Regions from separate parts of the Ovis aries genome. Here region 2 is linked to region 1. The links are chromatin contacts, called in public Hi-C maps. All regions are on one chromosome and are shown on one strand. The core of a region is the stretch at or near the end of the contact, and the rest is flanking DNA. Distances in the headings are between cores, read along the strand shown.

What was found. Hi-C and Micro-C count contacts between places; a contact is called where the count stands out from the background.
Region 2: a Hi-C map of liver shows a contact between it and region 1, with 4 times the contacts expected there. The contact joins two enhancer-like sites. A contact is called at or near these places in 2 of 16 Hi-C or Micro-C datasets (liver and muscle).

The regions. Positions count from the first base shown.
Region 1 is chr1:194,370,462-194,373,011 of ARS-UI_Ramb_v3.0, reverse strand. No RefSeq gene overlaps it. Among named protein-coding and RNA genes, the nearest start is that of HES1, 190 kb to the right of the region's middle. Within about 2 kb of position 1,276, at least 20 of the 54 cell types and tissues checked have an H3K27ac peak or open chromatin away from gene starts, as enhancers often do. A contact at or near this core is called in liver and muscle, where this site is marked.
Region 2 is chr1:194,518,941-194,521,490 of ARS-UI_Ramb_v3.0, reverse strand. No RefSeq gene overlaps it. Among named protein-coding and RNA genes, the nearest start is that of OPA1, 150 kb to the left of the region's middle. Within about 2 kb of position 1,285, at least 20 of the 54 cell types and tissues checked have an H3K27ac peak or open chromatin away from gene starts, as enhancers often do. A contact at or near this core is called in liver and muscle, where this site is marked.

The sequences.
Region 1 (2,550 bases), core at 27-2,526:
CTGCTTCTGTCTCTCCACTTTGGGCCCCAGTCTCTTCATCTGTAAGGGAAAGGGTGGGGGAAGATGATTTTTAGGGGCCCATCTAGCTCCAACTTTCTGAATCACCCAAAAAATCAGCACAGTAGTTATTGTCCTCATCCAGGTCTCTTGAACCTGATTTCAGAAGTAAAGAATTATGACAGCCGAGTCTCAGAGGAGCATTCTTTGGTTTAGAGGATTTTGGCCCTTCTGCTCAGTTTCCAAATCTCGCCCAGTGGGCTGTGTCCCATGTTCCTGCTTGGCTCAGCCAGCCTAGAGGTGGGCAAAGGCGGCTTCTGCTGGTGTCCGTGATTGAATGAGTGGATAAAGCTGCGTTTGTGTTTCCCCTGACCACTGGAAGGCTCCCCAGAGGGGCTGGAACTTGACCTGTGTCTTAAGGGAAGCAGGAGAAAGTCACTGAATGAACATTCCAGGTAAAGACAGCCAGCCCCCACAGTTCATAGTGTTGCATGAACAGTCTCAGACTGAGTACTGACTTCCCTGCTGTAACAAATAGCCCCCATAGCGTACAGTGGTTTACACCCCACAGACACTGATTTCATGCTTGTACATAGGATGGGTGGGACAGCCACCCTCCACCCATCATTTACATTTTTGAGCTGCCATTTTTAACATTTAGCTTTAAAAGCTGCCCAGAGGATCATCTCCACTCCAGGCAGCCAGACAGGGCAAAGAGCATAGAGCCGGCCCTTGTCACTTCCCCTCACTGTGTCTACTACTAGGGGACCTGGAAAATAGAAACGTGTGACCAGGAAACATATGGCAACAAGACTTTAGGGGAATGCCAGCCTCTGCCACAGTCTGATCCACTCCTCAGGGATGGATCAGAGACAAAAGTAGCCAGAGGCCCAGGCAAGGCAAGGGGGAGAGGAAAGAAATGTCGGGCTCCTGGGAGCAGCACTCTGGGGGCAGGCAGACATGCGGCTGACTCAGCCAGCTTCATATTTGGTAAACCAGTTACCCTCTGGTGGAATAGAGAGTCCTGGAACCCCGCAGTGAAGAGGGGCTCCATGTTGCTCTGGCTATTTATGGGAAGGAGAGAGAAGGACTGAGACAAGACTGACTTCACAGGCAGCCCTCAGGCCTCCCAGGGTAAAGTTTGGAAAACCCCTGGCTTCCCCTGTCATTGTCCTTGGCCCTCAGCCCCTCCTTCTGCCCAGTTTTTCAGTCCCTCGTTCTGCGCGGGCTCCAGTGGCCAGGCCGTCACCCGGCCTGACACTTCGGCTCAGTGCCCAGCCTGTGGGCCACTTGGGGCTCGAGTTACTGGTGGGAGCTAATTCAGGAGCCTGGCCCAGCCCTGTGGCTTTGATGGGATTTCATCACCCGCCTGCGCCTCTTGGCTGGGTGCCTGGGAGAGCACAGTGTTGCCCTGGGCTCTCTGCTGCTACCAAGGAAAGGCACCCCTCTCTGAACAGAGGAGGACCTGGAGGTGAGGTTTGGGGCACCAGGGTCCACCCTGCCTGAGAATCCAGCCTGCACCAAAGCCACCTGCCTTCACCCAATTTTCCCAAGAGGCAGAGACAAGATAAAGGACAGAGAATTAACACTGAACAACTTGTTAATGATTTTATGGCAGGTTAAATAAAATGTCTCAAATAAAACTACAGGAGACCTTCTTTAACCTTACCAGGCTGTAAATATGTATTAACTCAATCACTATCAGCAATTAAAGCCTAGTTTGGGAAGAGTGACCTGAGACAAAAAATAAAAAAGACATGATCATCCTGGGAAATGAATCCAGAATAAAAGGAATTTCTTCCACCTTAGCTAATGAGCAGATGTATACGGATGGAAATGAAGGCCTTCGCTTTCATACCGCTCATGCCTGGAGGAGAGGGAAGGTCCCCTTTACCGAGGGAGGGCTCTTGGAAGCATATTAGGGACGTTGTTACAATGCAAATGAGGAAGACCGTTGTGTTTGGGTGGTTTAGGGGTTTAGTAAAAGGAGTAACATTTCAATTAGTGGGGGAAGGAATGAGAATCTGCCTCAAAGAGGCTTAATTGGCAACTTGGCTTTCCCAGGGGGCTTTGAAGTCGCCTTGGAGATGGAAGGTTTTCAGAGAAGGGTGGAGAATAGAGCAAAGTGCAGGGCCCCGGGGCGGTGGGAGTGAGAGGACAGGTGGGGATGCTCAGATGAACCTCAGCGTGCCACCCAGTCCCAGTGCTTGCTCTGAACTTCGAGGCTGCTGGACCCATTCCCCAGGGTATTTCACCCAATTCCCCTCTGGGAGGGTCAGGACTGGTCCCTTTCTAAAACAGTCTCGGTGAAACCATCTCTCTTTTAAGGACTACAATCTTAACCTCACCAGAGTGGAATTCCTTTTTTCTTCTCAAGAGTCCCTTTTGCTTGGTCTCTAAGTCCAGCTCAGCAGACTGGGGAATTCAGCTCCTAATTGCTGTGTGTTTGGGGGAAGGGTGTGCAATATCGCATACAAATGTGTATTTTGTGCGTGTGACTTCCAGGGAGGAGGAGAGTGGGTGTGTGCATTTTTGCCTACAAATGTGCATTTT
Region 2 (2,550 bases), core at 36-2,535, 150 kb before region 1:
GTGTGGCTTTGGCTCCCAGACGCACAAATCTAGGGAGAAAGCAGTGAACTCTCTTCCTGGAATAGAGGACATATCCAAATATGGGCTGGGGATCTCCCCCTCTCCTTCCCTGGGTGGAGTGGAAGATCAAGACAAAGCCACTAGCGCCTGCAGGGAAGCAACGGGTCCCGAGGGAGGTGCATCTGAAGCTGGGCTTAGGTCCTCCTTGAGCTGGCAAAGTTCTCCCTAGGGAAAATACCAGAGATGCCTGGCTCAGAGGAAGTTGCCTGGCATCATCTTCTGGAGATAGTGATTGGGCAGATACCATCTCTCTCCACCAGCTTGGCAGGAGTCTGGTCTTGTGTGGAGAGATGGGGCGTTCTCTGGGATCCGGTGAGCACTTGCAGAGCACCTCTCCTCTCTGCAGGCAGAGGAAATCAGTGTAGGAAAGAGGCAACTGTGCAGCCAATCCTGGCTTCTCCCAGCACGGATGGGCCGTACGTCCAATCTCCTCCCTGGGCAAACAGAGCCCAGTTTTATGCGAGTTGGCCATGGGACTGCTTTCCCAGCCATCCCTACTGGAGTGGCCCAGGAGATGCCAGAGTGTGAGTCATTAAATGGGTCTTCAAGGGGACTGACCAAGTAAGGAGGAACCCCAGAAACCCTTGGGCCTCTCTTCTTCTCTGGATGCAGAGGTGAGGGCTAGAACTTAAGTGGTCATCTTGGTCCATAAGGCCCATGAGGGAGTCATGCTGTGGGAATGGCTAAGGAAAAAGCTGGAAGGAGCTCTGGTTCCCCATGAGTTTGTGGACTGCAGCTATCTGCGGATGCCTTTTTGACGAGGAAATGAGCCCCCAATTTCACAAAGTCAGATCCGTGATTGTGGGTCTGTTACTAGCCGTACAAAGTTCCTACCAGGTACAGGCTGACTCAGAAAGTAGTGAGCAGTAGTAGCTGGAGATATGCAAGCGTCTGCTGTGGGGTTAGGGAGTGAGGGGGAGGGCGGAGGGTGGATGAGTAGGAGCTGAGTGCGAACCGAAAGCCTTCCGTGTTTTGTCCTCGATGACCCCGGCCACTGTGCCTATACCATAGGAACCCCATGGGGTGTTCAACCCCAGACTGTTGTGGCTATTAGTTCAACGGCTTTACTCTGAGCCTTAAAGCAACACGCTACAAAGAGAGAAATTCCGCACAACTTAGGGGCCAGTTTGAACCGCCTGCTTCTAAAACCCTAGGCTTTGCAGTAGAAGCCTGGGACGCTGGAGTGCAGGTGGCTCCCGGGAAAGCCACCGTTTCAGCGCCACTGCCCATGGGCCTATAGGGGGCGCTAAGGAACTGCGGGATTCCTGTCTCCTCTGCCTGAGTCTCCAGCCACCCTTATCCTAGGCCAAGTAAAGGGGGAAAATGGGGCTGGAGCTGGGGCTGGGGCTGGGGCTGGGTTACAGTGGACGGGGACGAAATCCTCACCCTTTACCCCATTCTTCTTAAAGATCTAAAAATGCCAAGCATCTGGTTTTACAGTTCAGAAAAAAATTCCCACCCCCACCAAGCTCTGCGATGAGAGCTCAACACTTCTGTCCCTGAATCTGGGGTTGGGGAGGGGCCTTGGAGACCAGCCAGTAGTCCTCACCACGCGTTTAGCAAATGAGGAAACTGCCGCAGGAGAAGGGAAGCGATGGGTCCAAAGCCACACAGGGCAGGGCGTTAGAGGCAGTGCAGGGATGTGAATCCGGGCCTTCCAATTTCCAGTCTGGAGTTCTTTCCACCACACCCACCACTGTGGCCGCATTTGCTTTCTTTTCCGGCCCTTGGGGGACTTTGGCAGGGCTGGGGGTCTGATGTGAACTGGAATCTGTTTAATTTCACCTCTCATTGCTTCTGCCAGCTCGCCAGCGCTGGCTGACGGAGGCAATTAGAACCAGACATCCCAGAAGGGCATTCCTGGGAGATCTCTTAAAATTCCACAGCAGCTGGGGACTTGCCTTTTCCTGCAGGGACCATCTGGTGTGTAAATACCCAGTTGTGTAAGTCACGGGGTGAAGGGGGATTCACACACACACAGGCTATCTCTTGATACTCACAGACAGAAACAGAGAAATATTCAGTAGCAACCTCTTTCCTTCCTACCTCCCAAAGAGAGAGGTTAGTAGTTTACAGGCCACCCTGGGAACATCTGATTACTTGTTTCTGAGGGGTGAGCACTGTTTGCTCTGGGCGTGGGTGACAGAGGGGTGGGGGGACATTCCTGTTTTTCTTCCACACACACCACCCCCCCGCCCCCCACAGATGGCTGCTTACACCTGGGCTCTGGGAGATGGCCAAGGGGTATTTGTGGCCAGCTCAGCGAATATGCAGCCATGCAGGACCCTGGCTCAGAGGTGTTATCTCAGCTTCTCTGTGGGCAGCTGAGCCTCTGAAAGACAAGACTGCAGAGCCAAGAACCGCAGTGAGGGGCCCCTGACTTGGACTTTGCTGCCTGTGACATCCAGGGACGGCGACATCCGAAACTGAAGAAGGTGGGCCCTCGGCTGAGAGTTGACGGCAGACCTCTCTGTTTCTCAGGGGCTCCCA